Regions from separate parts of the Macaca mulatta genome. Here region 1 is linked to region 2. A link is a contact called in public Hi-C data. All regions are on one chromosome and are shown on one strand. Each heading gives the region's core, a stretch centred on a gene start, on an enhancer-like site or on the middle of the called end of the contact. The rest is flanking DNA. Distances are from core to core; before and after follow the strand shown. Region 1 holds the start of PHLPP1 (PH domain and leucine rich repeat protein phosphatase 1). Region 2 has its middle 280 kb from the start of PHLPP1.

Region 1 (6,092 bases), core at 2,093-4,592, 280 kb before region 2:
ACTGCGCCCAGCCTGAGCAATGTTTTTTGTACAAATTTTTTCCCCTTGAAAAAGGTGTTTTAGTTATAAATACCTTCAAACAGTAAACAAAATTCCTAGAGAATAAACAGGCAGAGTCATGGTGATTGTATAATGTTAAATAATAGGAACCATAGGTGGTTACAATACGGTATTATATTTTCTTAGAGAAGGAGCAATGGTGACAGAATTTATGATTAGAAGAAACATTCTGGGTTAGGTATGGTGGCTCACGCCTGTAATCCCAGCCCTTTGGGAGGCGGAGGCAGGTGGATCACTTGAGGTCAGAAGTTTGAGACCAGCCTGGGCAATATGGTGAAACCCCATCTCTACAAGTAGCTGGGCATGGTGGTATGTGCCAGTAGTCCCAGCTACTCAGGAGGCTGAGGCAGGAGAATTGCTTGAACCCCGCAGGCAGAGGTTGCAGTGAGCTGAGATGACACCATTGCACTCTAGCCTGGGCGACAAGAGTGAAACTCCATCTCAAAAAATAATAAACAAACAAACAAACAAACATGCCGGCCATGGTGGCTCTCGTTTGTAATCCCAGCACTTTGGGAGGCACATAAGGCACATGGGTCACCTGAAGTCAGGAGTTCAAGACCAGCCTGGCCAACATGGCAAAACCCTGTCTGTACTAAAACTACAAAAATTAGCCATACATGGTGGTGTGTGCCTGTAGTCCCAGCTACTTGGGAGGGTGAGGCAGGAGAATTGCATGAACCTGGGAGGCGGAGGTTGCATTGAGCCGAGATGGCGCCACTGCACTCCAGCCTGGGTGACAGAGCGAAACTCCGACTGAAAAAAAAGAAAAAAGAAAAATAAAATAAATAAATATAAAGGGGTTTGTAGGAAATCAACTAAGGAATATAAAGAGGTATACAAATTTCACGTTTTAGTACTGAAATTTAACATGTGACTTGTTGTTTAAATTTTATTAAAGGATGCCTAAATTAAAAGACTATTCTTTCAATTTCTAGAACAAATAGTTTGTGTTGGGGCTACTGAAGGCACAATATAAATCAGTGTAGTTGAAAGTTATCGCAATATAATTACCTCGTTGGTTCTTTCCTTTCTTTCAGAGACTGATCCTTCAACAAATGCACATTTTCATTGATTCCAAAAAATTTCATTCAAACTTTGGTCTCTATTGCCTGACTTCTTAGACTAAGTTCGTTCCCCTTGTTTTGTGTCTATTTCCATGGTACCTCGTATTTCCCCCTTCTGTACTTCTATGTCATTTTTTGAATGTTCTTCTTTCTAACCTATAAACTCTATGAAGGCAGGGACAGTGTGATTTATTCAACTGCTGTAACACGGTGACTTGTACATAATAAATGTTTGTAATTATCTGTTAAATTAATTGACTTGAAAATGTTATCACTCTTAGGAGAACTTGCAATCTCCCTAATTTTTAATGTGTTGCTGTTGATTGAATTTAAATAACATACATATTATTAATAGATTCATGAGGCTAAGGGGTGAAACTTTAAATGAAAATATAGAAAATCATCGAGAATGTAAAAAATCATTGAGAAATATTTATTTTTATCTCCATAGCTTCTTCATTCTTGTTCAATGAAACCGTGATAACCTAAGCAGGTCTTTCCTTGCTCTAAGTTCCATTTGGTCTCTCTCTCCAACCCCCTTCACTCTTCATCTGCAAGTTTAGTCACTTTATTGAGGTTAAAACAGGTCCTGGATAGTATGTGGTTTAAAACTGTTTAAAAGTTTCACATGTGAAAATCCAGATTTAGGGCCTGGCGCGGTGGTTTACGATTGTAATCTCACGCTAGAGACCTGCCGGGGCAGCATGAAGGGACTCCCCACGCCCACTACAAAACAGTATAAAAATTGAGCCGGGCGTGGTGGCACGCCCTGTAGTCCCAGGTACTCAGAGGATGAGGTGGGAAAATCACCTGGGCCCAAGAGGCGGAGGTTGCAGTGAGCCCAGATTGCGCTACTGCACTCCAGCCTGGGAGACAGACCCACTCTGTGGCAAAAAAAAAAAAAAAAAAAAGAAAAAATAAAAAAGAAAAAAAAAATCCCGAATTATAAAGCAATTGCGGGAATGGTAATTCAATTAAAAAGGTGTACTAAATTCTTTTAAATAGTAAACTGCCCTAGTCCAGCTTACAACATTGATTCAACTTACGAAAAATACTTTTCAGACCACGACTAAACATTGTAGCAGTAGAAAAGATTTTTTTTTCCCCTGAATGACGAAAGAAAAAAACAGAGAAGACGTTAAGAGAGAACACATGGAAAAAGCCCATCTCATACTCCATTCTAATGTTTCTTCTACTTTCCAGTGCTTTCCGTGTCATTAAACTACTTCAAACTTCAAGATCAATGGGGAACAATGAAACCTCAGTCCTTTGCCATTTTCCTTTTCAGATACAGGAGAGGGAGAGGACAGGTTTAGGGTTGTGCCTTCCAACAAGAACATTCAACGACAGCCTCACTTAGAATTCCCAGACACTGCCTGTCTTCCTGGGTCTTGAAAAAGTGGGGGAAAAGTGAGGTTGGCCCACTCAGACTGCCAGTGATGCTGTGGTGTGACGGGTGTGTATCTCTATCTCACACAATGGGCAGAGGTGAGGACTGGGACCTGGGACCTTCGTACTGTTTAGAGTCCCTGAAAGTCCTCACCTTTAATTAGTAGGGAAAATAAAAGTCATATGGCAAGCTGGAGTGCAGGTAAAATACAAGTTAATGAACATGAGCATTCTTGTTCATTAAGAACTCTGGCACAGAGTTCAACGGCAGAGGGCACAATACTCACTGGCCATGGCCAGCTGCTGCCGGCCAGGAGGAGCACAGCCAAAGGACCGCTGGGACTTGTAGTCCACCATGTCTCCCTCGGGATTGCCGGTCCCGTGACGAGAACCACAACTCCCAAGGTGTACCGCGCGCCTCTGTCTTCACCGCCCTCTCCGAGGCCGGCTCAGGAACCTCCCGGGAAACTGCCCCCCACCCCGCCCCCGTACGTACGCGTCACGTTTGTTTACCCTGAAGCTCCGCCTCCGGCCATCCCCCGGCTCTCCCCACTCCTCCCTGGAATGCCGTCATGCCGGCGATGAATATTCATGAGGCACACGCGGCCCTCCCGCCCTGCCAGCCTCCCGCCTTCCCGCTCCCGGAGGGTGATTAATATTCAATGAGCCCAGATCCGCGGCTGGTTCGCCGGGTTGAGGCGGGGGGAGCGGGCGGGGCCCGCGCTGGGGAGCCGGCGACCGGGGCGGGGAGGGCGTGTGTCGGGGGGGCGGTGGCGGCGAGGCGGGCGCGCGGGATGGAACACTGAGACACCGACGGAATGCTTCGAATCGCCACATAATCCCCTGGAACGACCGCGCCGAACGCCATTGGCTTCTCCCTTCTCCGCGCGCCGTCGCCGTCTCCCACCTCCGCCTCATCGCCTCCCTCTCCGCCCGCTGCCTCCGGAGCTGGGGGGGAAACGCGAAGCCCCACTGCAATGGAGCCCGCCGCCGCGGCCACGGCGCAGCGACTCCCCGAGCCCGGCAGGGAGGACCGAGCTTCGGCTCCGGCGGCCGCCGCTGCGGCAGCAGCGGCCGCGGCGGCTCTGGCGGCGGCGGCTGGGGGCGGCCGGAGTCCGGAGCCCGCGCTGACCCCGGCGGCCCCGAGCGGCGGGAACGGCAGCGGCGGCGGGGCGCGGGAAGAGGCCCCGGGCGAGGCGCCGCCGGGGCCGCTGCCGGGCAGAGCAGGGGGTGCCGGGCGCAGGAGGCGGCGTGGGGCGCCCCAGCCCATTGCCGGCGGGGCTGCCCCCGTGCCCGGGGCCGGCAGCGGCGCCAACTCCCTCCTGCTGAGGAGAGGGCGGCTGAAGAGGAATCTGTCCGCGGCCGCCGCGGCCGCCTCGTCGTCGTCGTCGTCGTCGTCGTCGGCCGCTGCTGCCTCGCACTCCCCCGGCGCTGCCGGCCTCCCCGCCTCCTGCTCGGCCTCGGCGTCGCTGTGCACCCGGAGCCTGGACAGGAAGACGCTGCTCCTGAAGCACCGGCAGACGCTGCAGCTGCAGCCGTCGGACCGGGACTGGGTGAGGCACCAGCTCCAGCGCGGTTGCGTGCACGTCTTCGACCGCCACATGGCCTCGACCTACCTGCGCCCGGTGCTCTGTACACTGGACACCACGGCCGGCGAGGTGGCCGCCCGCCTGCTGCAGCTGGGCCACAAAGGCGGCGGCGTGGTGAAGGTGCTGGGCCAGGGGCCCGGAGCTGCCGCCGCCCGGGAGCCCGCTGAGCCGCCCCCCGAGGCCGGCCCCCGGCTCGCGCCCCCGGAGCCGCGGGACTCGGAGGCGCTGCCCGCGAGGAGCGCGCCGGGTGCCGTCGGGGGTCCTCCGCGCGCGCCCCCCGCCGACCTACCCCTTCCCGCCGGCGTCCCGGGCGGGTGGTCGCGCCGTGCCAGCCCCGCGCCCTCGGACTCCAGCCCCGGCGAGCCTTTCGTCGGGGGCCCTGCCTCTTCTCCCCGCGCCCCGCGGCCTGTGGCCTCCGACACCGAGAGCTTCAGCCTGAGTCCCAGCGCCGAGAGCGTATCCGACCGGCTGGACCCCTACAGCAGCGGCGGCGGCTCGTCGTCGTCGGAAGAGGTCGAGACCGACGCAGCCTCGGCCCCGACGGCGGTCCCGGGCCAACCTCGCCGTCCCGGCCGCTCCGCGCAGCCCCTCCCGCCTCCCCAGACGGCCTCCTCGCCTCGGCCGCAGCAGAAAGCCCCGAGGGCCGTTGACAGCCCGGGCGGGGCCGTCCGCGAGGGGTCGTGCGAGGAGAAGGCGGCGGCATTCGTGGCCCCGGGAGGCCTCCAGTCGATCCCCTGGAGAAGCGGGGTGACCGCGGAGAAGGCGGCTCCGCCGCCCCCGCCGCCCACCCTGTACGTGCAGCTCCACGGAGAGACCACCCGGCGCCTGGAGGCGGAGGAGAAGCCATTGCAGATCCAAAATGACTACCTCTTCCAACTGGGATTTGGGGAGCTGTGGAGGGTGCAGGAGGAAGGCATGGACTCGGAGATTGGCTGCCTCATCCGCTTCTATGCAGGTAAGGAAGTCACCTGCCTTGACGGGTGAGTGCAAACGCTGCCGAGGGCCGAAGAGTGATTCAAATTGCTTGTCAGTTTGCCCAACCCAAGAGTAAGTGCGGGTCCTGGTGAGTCTTTGTCTTAAACTTTACAGCTTTTTCATACAGTCTGTGTATACTAAATTGAGCAATCTTTAAATCTGCGCGTTTTATTAATCTTGAGGGCTCAGAGGTTGGAAAGCAATGTCAAAGAGGTGGCTGAATCACCAGGAAGTACAGGAAGCAGATCCCCCTGAAAGCGGCAAGAGCACCTTTAACCATAAAGGTGCTTCCTCGGGCTTGTTGGGTTTCAGGCTGTTTGGGATTTCAGGTAAACTGTCACGTGAGCATAAGACGGACCGAAGAAATGAGAACAAAAATGCTAGAACAGTCTTGACTGCATTTGACTGCCCAGTTCAGCGTTCTAGCTGTGTGTGCCACCGGGAGCTCCTGACTTGTCAACTGGTGCCTTTGTTTATTTAGCTCTGCCACACTCATAAATTACCCACGGAGCCCTCATTAGAAATCTGACAAAAGGGCCCCTTTTTAACTGACACTTTTCCCCAGCGCTTTTTTGCTCAATTTCTGTTTCGTCTGCAAGTTTGTCTTGCATTAAAAAAAAAATGTTTTTTCCTGTTTCTCTCATTTCTTCCAGCCTTTATAGTCAGAACTGACCACTGCAATACGACTTGCAGAAGGGTTCACAAGAAGGATTTAAGTGGTTTACTATTTCTTCAGATGTATCCTAAAATTTTCCCCTGTCTTTTTTCAGTACATTATCAAATTCTTGACTAGGGGTGATCCATGTAATATTTCTCTTTTGGCTAAAGACTTGGCTAGTACTAAATTCAGGAGCTATAGATCCTGGATATTGTACTTGAGTTTTCTAAGTAGTTTACATCCCTTTCCTCTTCTGGTTTGAATAATTATGCTCTCAGTGATAAGGAATTTTATTTAAAATAAAGTTCTCATAGCAAAATTAAATCAGGAGTGTTATATCTTCGCCAACTTTAG
Region 2 (5,431 bases), core at 2,200-4,699:
AAACCATATTTGGGGAGGTTGCAATATCTTCCATTCCCTTCCTGGGAGCGGATTTGAAAGGGAAGCCGGGGATTCACAGCCAGCCCTCTAGAAGGTAGTGAACAGGTTTTGGAAAACTATTTGGGACCCCATTTAGGTTATCACTGTTCTACATTTGGTCAAGATTGTTTGTTTAAATCCTTGGAAAGTTTTTTTTTTTTTTTTTTTTTCGTTTCAAGATTTTAAGTGGGCACTCCTCATCTTGTAAGATTCTTGGGAGCGTGACCTTGCCTTACTAACTTATCTCAGGGGCTCCCTCTGTGCCTGGCACATTACAAGCTTCCAGCATAATTGTATGTATAAAAGAATGCATCAGCTTTGCGAACAACGTGACCCCATTCTTTTTCATTGGCACCCTTCTTATTTAGCACCAGATATGACTAACCATCTTTACACAGGCACTGGAAATGGAACAAAGCCTTATTTGCCCCAGAAGCTACAGACACATTTAAAAATATAACCAAGAGTGCTTTTTCCCAACTATAAAATAATGCACACAGAAAAGCTGGAAAAGATAGAAACATTCAGGAAGAAAAAAGACAGCTCCTGACCTGAGTCTAGAGATAAACCTATTACCATTGTTTAATTTTTGTCCAGCTTTTTTTCTTTCTTTCTTTTTTTTTTTTTTTGAGATGGAATCTTGCTCTGTCGCCCAAGCTGGAGTGCAGTGGTGCAATCTCGGCTCACTGCAAGCTCTGACTCCCAGGTTCACGCCATTCTCCTGCCTCAGCCTCCCGAGTAGCTGGGACTACAGGCGCCCGCCACCACGCCCAACTAATTTTTTGTATTTTTAGTTGAGACAGGGTTTCACCGTGTTAGCTAGGATGGTCTCGATCTCCTGACCTCTGGATCCACACGTCTTGGCCTCCCAAAGTGCTGGGATTACAGGCCTGAGCCACCACGCCTGTCCAGCTTTTTTGCTAAGCATCATTTTAAAATAATTGTGATTATGCTGTATTTTATATCCTTTTTGAAATTTTGTTGTGCATCTTCCCTTTTTCTTAAAAATTCTTAATATTCCCAAATTCACCTAACAGAATTGCTATGTATTCAAGCGTATTAATAATGCATTTATATGGTTTTCAGCTTTTTGCTATTGTAAATAACACTTCGTTGAACATTGATAGGGTTTAACTGTGTTCCCACCCAAAATCTCATATTGATTTGTAATTCCCATAATCCTCACCTGTCATGGGAGGGACCAGGTGGAGGTAATTGAATCACGGGGGTGATTTCCCCCGTGCTGTTCTCGTGATAGTGAGTGAGTTCTCACGAGATCTGATAGTTTTATAAGCGTCTGGCTTTTCCCCTGCTGGCGCTTATTCTCGCTCTTGCTGCCATGGGAGGTGGTGCCTTCTGCCGTGATTGTAAGTTTCTTGAGGCTTCCCCAGCCATGTGGAACTGTGAGTCAATTAAACCTGTTTTCTTTATAAATTATCCAGTCTAGGGTATTTCTTCATAGCAGCGTGAAAACAGACTCATAAACATCTTTGCCATTATCTTTTTTCTTTTTTTGAAACAGAGTCTCACTCTGTCACCCAGGTTAGAGTGCAGTGGCACAATCGCAGCTCACTGCAACTTCTCTCTCTGGGGTTCAAGCGATTCTTGCGTCTCAGTCTCCTGAGTAGATGGGATTACAGGTGTGCACCACCATGCCCAGCTCATTTTTGTATTTTTAGTAGAGAAGGGGTTTTGTCATATTAGCCAGGCTGCTCTTGAACTAGCTTCAAGTGATCTGCACCCCCGCCCCACCAAAGTGCTGGGATTGCAGGTGTGAGCCACCGTGCCCGGCCCCCTTTGCTATTATCTTGATTAGAGGTTATGAACAATTGGAGCAGGAGGTAGAGAGCTGAGGCTGTTCCTTTCTACAGCATAGAAGAAGTAGCTTTGGATTTTAGGTGAGGGTGGGTGCAGCCCCTATAACACTGGTGAAGGGTGGGTGGGCCCAGGGCAGTGGGGCAAGAGTGGAGGAGAGTGCTGAGGTCAAAGCACCTACCACAAACGGAAGTGTAATGTAAATTTTTTTTCCTTTTGGAAGAAAAAGGTTGAGTGAAGAGAAAATTCTGGTGTAGCATTGGATGATTTTTAAAGGGTTAAACAGCTCAGCTTTGGGAAGGAAAATCAACATTTTGTTCTTACCCTTTGCAAATGCTCCTTTAGTGGCTGGTGATGGATAGCAGGTTTCGATGACCTGGTTTATGGACTCTTTAATCTAGTAGCTGCAAGTTCATGGTAAGATGTAAAATGTTAAGATGAGTTCCGCATAGGTGGTACTTTGCAAAACATAGGACGCTGGTGTTCTCCTTGAACTCAGCTTGGCATATTTTGTTGCTCAAGCATTTCACAGTCTATTAGAGTCAACGTCATTTAAAAAAATTATAGGTGCCAAGGGTTCTGGAGCAGACAGCTCTGAGTTCAAATCCTGGTGCTTCCCTAATTACTAGGTGACTGCTGTGGTCTGAATCTTTGTGTCCCGTCTAAAATTCGTATGTTGAAATCTGATCACCAATGTAATGGTATTTTGAGGTGGGGACCTTTGGGAGGTGATCAGTTATGACAGATCTGCCCTTATGAATGGGATTAGTGCCCTTATAAAAGAGGCGCAAGGGAACTGCCTTGCCTCTTCCAATGTGTGAGGACACAGGAAAGGTGCCATCTCTGAACCAGAAAAGTGGGACCTCACCAGATACCGAATCTGCTGACGCCCAGCCTCCAGAACTGTGAGCAATAAATTTCTGTTGTTTCTGGGCCATCCAGTATGTTAAGGTACTTTTGTGGCAACAGCCCCGAGTCAGCGATCTCGGCAGTGTAACCTCCCAGTGCTTTGGTGACTTTATCTGTAAACTGGGATTCACAATACACCGTCATCAATTCAGTGAAACAGTGTACCTGATGTCATTAGCACAGGCCTGGCCTGCGGAAAGGCTTAATTTCAAAGTGTCTCACATGCACAGAAAGAAAAACAGCCACCCAGCTCAGGAACAGAGACGGCTTCACAGAGGGCCACATTCTCCAGTGGTTCTTGGGGATGTTTGGGAAGTGGCCCATGGGGAAGTGGGGTAATGGCACCCCCGCCAGGGAACAGGTGTTTCAGGCATGTGAAGTGTGGATGCTAGCAAGAAGTTCAAGTTCTCAGCCCTGATTCCTAACGGCTTCTACTGGATGATTTTGCATTTTTTACATCTTCCTAGGTCACATGTAAGAGAGAATTGTCCTGCCTCCTTAAAATAATTATTCTTCTAAGAGTCAAAAATGATTAGATCTTAAGGAACTTTTTCTAGGCAAACAATAAGAGGAACATATCTTCCTCTATTCTTCTTTGATGTTGAATTTAGTATTGTTTAAGTAGTCTGGCATAGACTGGTATACTGTTGGTGGATTTCAGTGTCTCTTATGTACTTTAAATACCATCTGTCTGGTGCTAGCCCAGTGTCTACTGTCTTTCTGCCTGTGAATATGTAATAGGCATCACAAACACATCTCATCCAAAACAGAACTCCCGGTTTGCTACTCCAGACTATTTCTCCCATAGTCTTTTTCATCACAAAAATGTCACCATTATCCACTCATTTGCCCTGCCCTAAATCCCAGGGATCATCCTGGATTCCTTTTTCCCTCCCTACTCTGACTCTGCACAGCCAATTCATTGACAAGTCTGTTTCTTTTTTCTTTTCTTTTTTTTTTTTTCAAGACAAAGTCTTGCTCTGTCACCCAGGCTGGAGTGCAGTGGCATGGTCTCGGCTCACTGCAGTCTCCACCTCCTGGGTTCAAGCAGTTCTCCTGCCTCAGCCTCCCAAGTAGCTGGGATTACAGGCACCCGCCACCATGCCTGGCTAATTTTTGTATTTTTAGTAGAAACGGGGTTTCTCCATGTTGGTCAGGCTGGTCTTGAACTCCTGACCTCAGGTGATCTGCCCACCTCAGCCTCCCAAACTGCTGGGATTATGGGCGTGAGCCACCGCACGCAGCCTCGTTTTTTTAAAGACATATCCCAGCCATCCACTTCTGTCTGTCTCCGTAGCTCCTGTAAGCTACCATCATCTCTCATTTGCACTTCTGTAGGAGGGTCCATTATGCACTCACAGCCATCTGTTTCCCACCAGAGTCATCATTTTTAGTGCACATCATGCCAGATTCCTAAGGGGAAGTCTCCAGTGGTCTTCCATCATTTTAGAAGACAACCCAAACTCCTCATCAGGGCCCCTGTGGTCCTATGTGATCTGTCCACCTCCCAGCCATGGGCTTTTGCCCTCTTGCCCTCACTCCACCCTCTGGCCCCAGGATTCTCAGCCTCAGCATCAGGCACATTTCAGTCCAGATCATTCTTTGGTTGGGTGCTGTCCTGTGTATTGTGAGAGAGTTAGTGCCATCTCTAGCTGCTACCTGCTAGCTGCCACTAGCAGCCTCCCACACTGCCGACAGCAACAGTGTCTCCAGACATTGCCAGATATCCCCTGGGAGGCAAAGTCACCCCCGGTTACAGTCACTGGTCTAGTCACATCAGCTTCCTTCCTGCGGCGCGAGCCTGGCTGGTCTCCATTTAGATCCATCGTAGTCGCTCTTCTGGTTTGGGTCTGCTGTGCTTCCTCCGAGAGTCTTGTGTCAGCTCCTTCTCTGTTCTGACCTCAGCTCAGATGTTGCCTCCCCACAGGGTAACCCAAGGGTCTTCTTTGACCACCCTGACTTGGAAGGCACTCCCTTCCAAGTGTCCCGAATATGACCAGCGGTGCCAGGCAGAGAGCGGGCGCGTGGGAGACAACGGCTGTGGAGTGGAGACATCAATAACATATTTCGCCTTTACTGAGGTTCCTAGAAGGTTGGGGAGTGGTGGCATGGGGGTGCTTGGGATCATTCCAGGGTGAGATGACCCGAAAAGTTGTGGGAGTCGGGGGCTCGTTTTGTTTTTTGTTTTGTCCGCACCTTCTAGGCTCAGCCATCTTCTTCTGGTGAGCTAAGTGCCAGGGGTCTCTGGTGAGTGACCCCACAGATCTTACCCAGAGGTGCCATGCAGCCTTCTTGGCTCTGATAGAGGGGTCGCTTCTGGGATAGCCCAAGCAGACGTGCAGCAGGTCGAGAAGAGCCTGGTCTTGGAGAGGTTTTTGACTAAAAGGGGTCATTGAGGGTTGTGTCTGGTCCAGGAAGCTAATCCAGGAACAGGAAGGTGCTGTACTGGGAGCCAAGGCATGGAGGCCGGAGCCTCCCTCCCTCCCGCAGAGCATGGCACCCAGCCCGTCCTCCTGACTGTCCCGTGCTCTCTGCCTCCTCCCTCTCCAGGTCTCATGTGATGCGTTTCTGTGCGGCTGCAGGCCCAACCTCTTGATTCTCCTCTCTGCCAAATACCAAGGCCAGCTCGGTCTCCTTTTGACCTCCGAAGCTGTGGATACAGTGAATC

The links. Hi-C and Micro-C count contacts between places; a contact is called where the count stands out from the background.
Region 1: a Hi-C map of cortical neurons shows a contact between it and region 2, with 5 times the contacts expected there. The contact joins the promoter of PHLPP1 here to the enhancer-like site in region 2. A contact is called at or near these places in 6 of 14 Hi-C or Micro-C datasets (CD4 T cells, blood, cortical neurons and 3 more).

The regions. Positions count from the first base shown.
Region 1 is chr18:18,175,116-18,181,207 of T2T-MMU8v2.0, reverse strand. PHLPP1 (PH domain and leucine rich repeat protein phosphatase 1) reads left to right here and starts at 3,342. Exons shown (of 17, transcript XM_015122148.3): 1 at 3,342-5,060. The coding sequence starts at 3,494.
Region 2 is chr18:17,892,694-17,898,124 of T2T-MMU8v2.0, reverse strand. No RefSeq gene overlaps it. Among named protein-coding and RNA genes, the nearest start is that of PHLPP1, 280 kb to the left of the region's middle. Within about 2 kb of position 3,449, at least 2 of the 40 cell types and tissues checked have an H3K27ac peak or open chromatin away from gene starts, as enhancers often do. A contact at or near this core is called in cortical neurons, where this site is marked.